2 separate regions of the Mus musculus genome follow, and region 2 is linked to region 1. The links are chromatin contacts, called in public Hi-C maps. All regions are on one chromosome and are shown on one strand. Each heading gives the region's core, a stretch centred on a gene start, on an enhancer-like site or on the middle of the called end of the contact. The rest is flanking DNA. Distances are from core to core; before and after follow the strand shown. Region 1 has its middle 18 kb from the start of Olig3. Region 2 overlaps Gm33104 (predicted gene, 33104).

Evidence for each region. Hi-C and Micro-C count contacts between places; a contact is called where the count stands out from the background.
Region 2: a Hi-C map of double positive thymocytes shows a contact between it and region 1, with 2.0 times the contacts expected there. The contact joins two enhancer-like sites. A contact is called at or near these places in 5 of 39 promoter capture datasets (the 3T3-L1 cell line, 3T3-L1-derived adipocytes, the C10 cell line and 2 more), 4 of 484 Hi-C or Micro-C datasets (the 63-12 cell line, the P5424 cell line, double positive thymocytes and 1 more), 1 of 115 datasets of contacts at active chromatin or transcription factors (embryonic hindbrain) and 1 of 9 other capture datasets (embryonic stem cells).

Annotation. Positions count from the first base shown.
Region 1 is chr10:19,371,883-19,376,892 of GRCm38.p6, reverse strand. No RefSeq gene overlaps it. Among named protein-coding and RNA genes, the nearest start is that of Olig3, 18 kb to the right of the region's middle. Within about 2 kb of position 2,947, at least 27 of the 459 cell types and tissues checked have an H3K27ac peak or open chromatin away from gene starts, as enhancers often do. A contact at or near this core is called in the P5424 cell line and double positive thymocytes, where this site is marked.
Region 2 is chr10:19,488,959-19,493,968 of GRCm38.p6, reverse strand. Gm33104 (predicted gene, 33104) reads right to left here. Exons shown (of 4, transcript NR_152784.1): 2 at 2,952-3,014. Among named protein-coding and RNA genes, the nearest start is that of Gm33104, 4.7 kb to the right of the region's middle. Within about 2 kb of position 2,063, at least 26 of the 459 cell types and tissues checked have an H3K27ac peak or open chromatin away from gene starts, as enhancers often do. A contact at or near this core is called in the P5424 cell line and double positive thymocytes, where this site is marked.

The sequences.
Region 1 (5,010 bases), core at 1,698-4,197:
TTCGGAAGCTGCAATTATTTGTTGGATTTTCTTTTTTTAACCAGATGAAAAGGAATTCTGCTGGACTACTCGATTGTGACCAGTAGATAACGCAGTGGTTCCAGCAATGCTGGGCCCCACTGGTGCGTCAGAAACTCTCTTTTAGAAGAGCCATTCTTGTTCATGCCCACCTCCATGTTAGAGGTCCTAGAAGTTTGCTAGAGAAAGGATGTTATGTAAAAAAAAATCACAAACACAATGAAGCAGTTATTATTTTGAGAGATCAAATTTGATGATAGTTGGTTGGTTTCTCAGTGGTGTGTTGTCAAAATCAGAATAGCAGGGAAGCTGTGTGTGAACACTATCTTAGTAAAATGATTAAGTTTCTACTTAAAATAATACAAAATACAAATTGCCTAGCGGGGCCAGATCAAGTGGGGTCGGAGAGAGAAGAAAAAGTGTCTGAAGACAACCACAGTGTACTTACATATAATAAATAAATAAATCTTAAAAAAAATACAACTCTCCCTCATTTTTTTACTCCTGTTTTATCTATTAATACTACGTTAAACATTTGCATCCCCTTCTTTTATAGTTACTGGGACACATTATTTTTGCATATTTTTTTAATTTAATAACAGCTCTTCTCCAGTGGCTTCACTCCAAGTTTAGTCCACCTAATGCCTACTGGGCAAAGTGGGTGACACTATTTGTAGATCCATAAAGCATTTGGGACCCTCCTGAGTGAAATGCGGTGTCTGAATTATAAGACCATCATCATTAACAATTGGCAGGAGCTAGCTCTTAATTCTCCTGGAGAGATTACAGGGTTTGAAGGATGTTCCTCATAATCACTATGCTGACCTCACCTAACGGAAACTTGCACCATTAGAAAGGAATCTGGTGCTAAGCTCCCCAAGGTCCAAGCCTCCCTTCTGAAGAGCAGGGCACAGTCTGGGGTGAAGAAATGACATTCTTTTGCCAGAGAAAATGGTTACAACAGTTGGCAATCATTATCCAGAATATTGCTTCAGGGAAACTAACTATGAGAGGTGTCATAGAAGAAAAGGGAGACACGGGTCAACTTCATCAGCTCACTAACCTGCATACACACTCCCGATAGCCTATGAATCTGTGAGCTCTCTATATCTGCATGAGAGAATTAACTTTGATTTATGTAGTAAATAATAGCAAGTGTAAGTTACAAAGTATATAAATGTACAGTAGGCATTCTATACACTTTTTATCATTGGTATTTTCCAACATAAGATAAGTCGACTGGGCAGGGCTGGGTGACACTTGACTCTAATCCCAGCACTCGGGGGCGGGGTGGGAGGTAAGGACAGGGGCAGGAGGATTTCTGAGTTTGAGGGCAGCCTGAGCTAGACAGAGAAATTCTGTCTAAAAAAGATAGAAAGACAGGCAGATGACAGACAGACAGACTGGGATTGAAATTGGCATAAATGTGGCACATTGTACAGGACTACATTGTTTTAAAATGCCATAGACTGATGCTATATATAGCTCAGAAGAGGGCTTTCCTGCAGTGTGTACAGGGCCTCAACAATCAATTCCAGCCTCTATAAAAGTAAGGAAGAAAGACCAACAAAGAGATGGAGAGAAAGGTAGGGAGAAAGGAAGAAGGGAAGGAGGACAGACTGAGGGATGGCTAGAGTAGGTAACTCCTTTGGAATACAAAGGTTGCTGCCCTTTGCATATGTATACACAGAATTATAATAGAGACTCAGAATTCAGCATCTGATATAATGTCAAAGGAACAGGTAACTGGAACACTGGCCATGTTTCTAGTGATAATTCTAAAAGGTTACTCGCTTGCAAGGGGCCACTGGCCAGACTCCAAAACAAATGTGTGAAGTACATTAACACAGGAAAGAATAAAACACACCACTGTAGAATGCTTGCTCTTGTCCAAGATTGTTCAAAGTAGCTACTTATCAACTTTACCCTTTACAATGACTTAACAAAGCAAGTATTATTAGACTAGTTCCATCTCACAAACAAGGACATGAAGGCTGAAAGGAGTGGGCAATGTGAGGTGGTGAAGCCAGGGTTTAAGGGTCATACCAGCCTTTAGCCTCAAATGTATTGGCCAGAGTTAGAATCTTTCAGATCTCCAAGCATAAAGTAGGACGCTGATGCCTAACTGATAACATTAGCGGGAGTATCAAACATTTGATGCCAGCCATGCCCACAACACTTGATATATCAGAGCTTCTCAATAAATGTCATCTCCTTCCAAATCCCTCTTCTGGGTCTCCCTCTCACTCTCTCATTTTCTTCCATTCTTTCCCTTTGGTTCATTAGTAGCTGTCCGTGTATTGGAGGCATTACATCTGCAAAGATTAATGGGCTGGCAACCTGCTTTCCAATTGGGGGTGATGCCAGAAGCCAAAGGGATGGTGGCTGGAACCTTTGCCACTCTTGGGATTTCCCTCGCCATTTATCCAAGGCAGTGCCACTGAAGGTCACTTGGGTATGAAGTGTGACTTAGGGAGGCCCTGGGGTGAAGGAAGATCTGTTGCTCTGAGGATCAAAACTAGTCTGATGGCAGGTTCAAGCAAGGCCCCGCAGGAAGTGCTGGTACTCCAAGTGAGATGGCTCCAAGATGGTATTTGGTGACCACACCATTGTCATAAAGCCCTCATTTAGATTCATCTGCATGAATCTCCAAGAGCTGAGGCTGAGGTAATGTCAGCCGGGCAGTCTCTCTCCTTACTTCTTTCATATCCCCCTTGTCAACACTTTAAAAGTAAGATGGCTCATTCTGCGCCTGACAAGAAAGGACAGATCACTTTCTCAGATGCTGCTTCCAGCAGAGGCAAGGCTGGTACACTCTCGCAGGGAGTCCCTGAACCACAGGTTGCTGGCAGGCAGACAAACACTCGCTGACAGCCATTTGTGACCAACTATGAAACACCATCTGCTGTGGTTGGGGGGGGGGAGGAACTGCTCCAGCAAGTGAGAGCCGTTGTGGAGCCCCTTCTCTGTGTTAACTGGAGGCAGCCTTCAGACAGCCTTAAAGGAAAGCCTGTTCTGTACTCCGGACGGTATCTGCCATCCACATTCACACATACACATTGTAGAATACCACTGCTTTTCTAGACGTCAAAACATCTCAAATCCTTTCTATCAAAAAAATGAACCATTGAATTCAGATGAACAATATTTTGAAGCAAATACTATTCAGAACTTTAGAGCATCAAGCCAGACTGTGCTCAGCTGTTACAACAAGAACAACAGACTAGTCCAATGTTCTCATACAAGATTTTAAAACAGTGTCATGATTCATCTCTCAGAAGTCGAGCTCACAACTCTGAAAGGAGTTCTACTCCTGAATCTTGATGTGAGGAGGGAAGCGCAACTCTTCAACCTGAATAATAAAAGATTATTCAGAAGCTAAATATTTGCTGGGAGAGGAGGCTTCCAATGTTTAAGACACTTAGGAAAAAGGCATCTTCGTGCTCATTAACTTTAATAGGGCCCGCAGCCGACAATCCACGCCAACTCTCTTGTTCTCTGAGCGGAAGTCTAAATTTTCATTTTTAGGAGTCTTAATAGTCCTTTCTCATGATTAAGTAATGAGAGCTGCCACCAAAGTATCCGAAGTTTAGCTGATCTTGCATTTATCCTTATAGGTCTAGGGAAGATCATAAAACAAAAAATGTCCAAATGCCAAGTACATAAGCAACGTGGATTGATAGATATGTCCATGTCCTGATGCTTCAGGGTAGAGAAATACCAGTCAGTGATGCAATTTTCTGGACTTAACTACAGGGAAACCTTTTATACACATTAAAATATCTGACTTTCGTAATCTAGCTCCCAGATGGAACACCAGTTCAGTGTGTCGTTTTCCAAGTTCAAGCCTATTGGAGTGTCCCTTCTTCTCAAAACTTCTTAAGGTGGATAGGTTGGATTCAGAATACGTGTCGTTCAATGTTAGACGCTTAGAATAAAACAGGCACTACGGTTTCAAGGCCAAGAGTCCAATAACCACAAGAAAACACAGAATAGTCTCTGAAACCTATGTCCTGGAGGGAGGGGAGGGAGGGGTAGGATGGTAGCCTGGGTCTTTATGAATCCCACTATATCAAAATGTGGGTAAGACCTGCTCATGGGAACGGAACATGTCCGTGAGGGAGGATAAGGAAGAGATATTTAAATGTGTGTTCACTTATGACTGTGCAATATGAAAAACAAATCTAAACATTTGTCTGTAGAATCAGGTGATGATTGGCTGTCTGCCGTCTCAGGGGGAGCAGGAAAATGGTCTATGCACCTGCCACCTAATTCAGTTTAAAACCTGACACATTTACCAAGAGTGGGCTGGCATAATGAAGTTCATTCAGGCTGTCAGTGCAGTCAATAACTTATCCCCAACTGCTTTTGTTTCAGCAGAGGCAGCTCCTCTAATCGGCTGAGGTACTTATTCAAGTAAAATTTATTTTCAGTTGCAGGCCAGAATGCCATGGGCGCAGGCCTGGCTTTGATAGGACTTTTTGCTCAAGGCTACGCTATTGTTAAAGTTTGTGCCTATTGTCTGGGGTCTTTGATCTGTCAAAGACACTTAACAAGCTGGTAAAAAACTGTTTCAGATAACAGGTGTGTCCTTTGAGAGCACGGAGACACTTTTCAGCTCCTTTACAGGCCTGGATTGAGGACCAACAGAAATTTACAAGCTGATTGGTGGTGATATATGTAAAACGCGTTTAAAACAAGAAAGTAGAATTTAATGTCTTAACTTCCATGGTTTCCACAACAAGCAACCTCTTTGAATGAGAGATTTAAGAGACATGTTTGTTTTTGTTATTTTCTAAATCAAGTCAACTGTTAAATTAGTTGTTCAGCATACAGCGGAGGTGTGAGAGATAGCCATGTCTCCCAGAAATCCGGGAGTCGGCTGATGGCCTACCATGCAATCCAAAAAAAAAAAAAAAAACCCACAAGAGTTCTAGTCACCAGAAAGGACCACCCAGCATCAAGAAGTGACAAGCATGGATTGTAACAGTT
Region 2 (5,010 bases), core at 814-3,313, 120 kb before region 1:
CAATAATAGGGGTCTATGCAGGAGCAAGAGTGAGTCATGGTGGGAGGTTGACCTCTGGCACCCACACATGTGCACCTGCTGGTCTGAGCCAGATGAACATTAACCAGCAAGCAGTTGTCATCTCTGTAATGGTCTTGATGAATGCTAGTTTTCTTTAGTGTCATCTTGCTCTCCTCACTTGCCTTTGCTAACTTTTCAAAACATGTTGTTCCTAATACACACTCCAAAATGTAGGCTTGCTTTCCCTCCCCGCTAGCATCTGTGAACTTAAAGGTGGTCATGTTTCTAATCTTTCATGCTACTATTTAAAAACATGTCCAAGGCTAATCTCACTTGCTAGAGGTGTACTTTGGCTCAGCATTCAAATAGGATCCATCCTTTCTCCATTTCTAAAACACAAAAATCAAGTCTCCCTTACTAAATTTTTTATTTCAGTCCCAGATGCCTTAGGTGTTATACCTATCTTAGATATTATACATATATTATCTATGTTAGATATATATTATACATATATTAGATATATCTGTCTTAGATGTTATACTGCCTTAGATAGATATACTATCCTCAAACATGGTCTCCCTCCATGTGGAGCTTGGAGATCTGAGATGTGCAAGCTTGTGGTATCTGAGAAAACCGCAGAAGCACGGTGACCCCTCTCATGTTTGATACCCATCTCTCCTTATGGTGATTTACACGAAAATGGCTCTCGCGGGCTTCCAAATTTCAATTCTTAGTCACCAGGTTATGAAACCGAGAAGGCTTAGGGGGATTAGGAGGTGTTGTCTTACTGAGAGTGGACTTTGAGACTGCAAAAGCCTACACTGGGCCCTGTGTCTCTCCCTCTGTCTTCTTGATGCCCGTGGAACAGGATGTAAAGCTGCCTGCTTGCCTGCCTGCTGCCATGCTCCCTGCCATGGTGACAAAAGACCAATCCTCTGAAGCTGTAAGCCAGCACCCAGTGAAATGTCTTCTTTTCTAAGAGAAAACATTTGGTCATGATCCCTTTTCAACAATACAAAGGTAACTAAGACATCCCTGAAGCAGGTCAGACCCAAATGTTGGCTGGTTTTATGTCAACTTGACCCAAGCTAGAGGAATCAGAGAGGAGGGAGCCTCACTTGAGACAATGACTCTTAAGATCCAGCTGTAAGGCATTTTCTCAATTAGTGACCAATGGAGCCGGGCCCAGCCACTGTAGGTGGCACCATCCCTGGCCTCCTACAAGAAAGCAGGCTGAGCAAGCCATGAGGAGCAAGCCAGTAAGCCGCACCCCTCCATGCTCTGTATCAGCTCCTGCCCTGAATGAACTCCTGCCCTGTTTGAGTTCCTGTCCTCACTGCTTTTGAGGATGAACTGTTCTGTGAAACTTGGGGCTAGAAAAGCCATTGAGTCACTTCTGTAAGAGCTTGCTGCAAACAGTAAAAAAAAAAAAAAAACCTGGAGGCCTAGCTTGTGCAGTGTCAGCGGGAAGAAAAGACTCTACAGGACATTTTGTGTGAAGGATCTGTAGTTTTGGTTAGCTGGGGATGAAGAACCATCTGTGATGAACAAGATACCAGAACTACTAAAGTAAAATCCTTGCTGGATACTCAATGCTGGTTGGCCAGAGCTGAGAATTTAGCCACGATTACGAAGAAAGCAGCATTGTTGGGGTAAAACTTTCGGGGGAAGTGTTTTCAAGAGATTCAGCACACAGAAGCTGTGTTCCAGACAAGGCCATAAGTTGGACCTTGCGCTGGTAGCTGAACTTGATAGTGCGCCAACAAGGAAACACTGCCTTGAGAGCCTCAGTCTGTTGGCTCAGTCTCAGATCTGATCTCTGGGCCAGAGCTTTTGGTCCGAATCTCAGCTCTGGTACTTGGTATTTGGTATTTGTATGGCATGAGCACGTGATAAACTTCTGTGTCCCGGTTTCCTCATTTGTAAATTTCAATTAAAAATCATAGACAATGCATCATATAAATGCACACGTGATTTTAATGTACTAGCAACAGTGTTTACACTGCAAAGGTTGTCATGGCAGCTGCTTGATCCATGTACATCGCTCAGAACGATGTAGGGTACATGCTGAGCTGCATAAAGTATTATTTTTGCTTTTGAATTTCGTCCGTTTCACATTGGGGGTGGGGACACATGTTTTTGTACTTAGGGGTTTTAACTTGGAAATCAGAAAACGGTTCTGGTTCTAAATAGCTGGAGCTAACCAACAACCTTGCGGGGGGGGGGGGGGGCGCCTCACCCCATCACAACCGCTTGAGGATGCTGCCCCCTGGTGGTCCTTCTCCGGGGCTTCTACCACTCTGTTTCAGTCATGCCAGAATTTTGTTTGTCTTCTCCTTCCTTTAATCTAAAGGTCAACCTATCAGCAGCTGCAGCATTCCCTCACAAGCGTTTCTCAAAACACAGTTTGTAAGTCGCAGATGTACATATGCATTTCCACCGTTTGGGTGGCAGCTAAACGTTATACTTTTGGTAGGAATGTTTAGAAATGGTGAGAAAATTATGTGTCCACTCAGAGCACCTATTATGTAATCTTTTTAATTGATACACTTGAAAATGAGGTAAGTACCTGAGGATTCAAGCAGAGTCCTCTTTAGTACTGATATAAGCATTCATATTTAAAAAAATCATTCTTATGGACTCTAGGATAAATGTCCTATTGCATACCAAAATATAGAGTTTAAAAATATTAACGTCATTACTTTGACAAAATTTCTCAGGATCAAAGAGATAAAAGTTACAATGTTTGCACTTATGCTGCACATGTGTACTCTGTTTGGTCCTGTTTTCACCTGGTCATCTGCAGTGCCCACCCCAGCAACCTCTATCTTATTTCTTCAGGAATTTTCCACAATAACAAACAAACAAACATAAAACAAACAAACAAAAACCATTTGTTTTCAAGAGGAACTATGCAAAACTCTTCCTTTTCGGTTCTTTTGCAAACTTACATGACCCTGGAAGGTAGCTCAAGGGCGGATCACCTCGTCTGGATCACCTCTGTTACACAATTCCTAGCACCAAAAAAGGCAACATCAGAAGATCGGTGAATACTTTTTTTTTTCCTTTTAACACATTTGCTATCGTTTCTGATGGAGAATAAAGAATGAGTCTGAAGTTGTTAGGCGCTCGCTCAGCCGGCTGGAAGCCCGACATTCTCTCTATGCTTCTGCTGCCCGGCATTGTGGACAGAACATTACTCAAACCACAGGCTCCAGACTCCCAGGTAACTGAAGCCAGCAGGAAGCTCTGTTTGATATCAAGTGTGTGCTTTATCGACCTTTTTGTTGTGATGGGAAGAAGGGAACCAGCTTTGCTTTTATCTTGCCCTGTCGTAACATTGCCCAGTAGGTGGAGGCTTTTTTGGTGCACTGTGGCCAAACTCTTTGATAGATGCTGAATTTGTGATCATAAATTTTCTATAATAATAATAATGATAATAATAATAATAATAAATCAATGTTCTTTCCATCACCGTTACTAACATAAAATCTTACACAGCCACGTGTTTTATTAAAGCGGATCTAAAATTCTGCATTCAGGAACCACCACATAGAAAATACAACTTAATTTTCTTTCCTAAGAGACAGAAGCCTGTCCGTCCAGGGACAAAGGCTTACATCTAACAAAGCAATTTTGAACTTTGGAGTCAACCATATAGACTTTGAGCTAAACACAGTCTCGGTGTCTTATTATATTAGAAATACTCCTGCAGAATAAGAAAATAAAGTGTCTTTGTTTCCTCTACAAGTACTTAGTTTTCAATGAGCAAGTTAGAGTTTTTATATTTCATTTAATGAATATGCCCCCCCAATTGTTTTGCTTTTACACATGTGATGAAGCTATATTAAATCTACCCTTTTTTTTTGTAGGATGCCCTTGTGGGTTTAGACCTGAACACAATACAGTCACTGAGCAGAGACCAGGCTTAGTGCAATCACAAGCTCACCCCAGTGTTCCTGTACCATACTCTGTGGCTCCTCGTCTACTTTGGATAGTACTTGTTCCAACTCCTTAAGAGTTCTAGTAATTTACAGAAAGAATTCTCTTCATTAAAAGATGAAATGTGCTCTGTATTTTAGCCCAATATTTAACATTTAGTAGTAGTTTTGTGATTTAAGAGTCATAGATACTTTGGATGTTAATTATTTCTTTTATACCAATCTTTAGAGACATGTGCATTTAAATATCTGATTTCCCATTCTAGAAATATCGCAATCATCTCATAATTATGAATTAATGTTCTAAGCACATTTCTGTCTGTCACTATTGCCAGAATGTTTCAAGCATGTTACTGGGAAATAACCATGCAAGGAAAGAAGACTGGCTTCCTCAGTGGAGTTCTGCTTTAAAGCGCAGCTGACACTTGGGCCTGGAAATTTCTTTGTTGTAGGCAGCTGCTCTGTGTGTACATTCTATGTGCATTCTAGGATGCTTACAGAACCCTTGGCCATGTCACACCAGATGCCAGTGACATGCTACTCCTCACTGTCTGCAGACACTGCCACATGCTCTCTGAGGCAACAACTGTCAACTTCCTAACACAACAGGTTTGTTTGTTTGTTTGGTTGGTTGGTTGGTTGGTTGGTTGGTTTCACCGTAGCCTAGAACTGGCCTAGAACTCTTGTCAATCCTCTTGCCTCAGCTTCCTGAGTGTAGCCTCTATGACCAGCATCCAAGATCAGATTAATATTTCCAGCCAGCAGTCTGCTTTTCTTCCTGTGTTGACAGGCAGAATTCTGACCCCTTTGTTTGTTTCCCATCCCAATTGCAGGATAGTCACAAGCTCTGTGTCGCCATGACTTTTCATTTCTTTTTCACCCACATGTGGTTACTCCCATCATATTATTCCCTATAAATACCCACGTTTGTGATTAACCTTTTACCACAGTGGCCAGCTAGGGATAAGCAGTGGCTAAGTGAGGTGATATAGAGAGCTTGGGGTGGAGAAACCTATGAATGGCAGACCAATGTCTGAATTCTGATGACTTCACCTGAGTGTAAGACAGT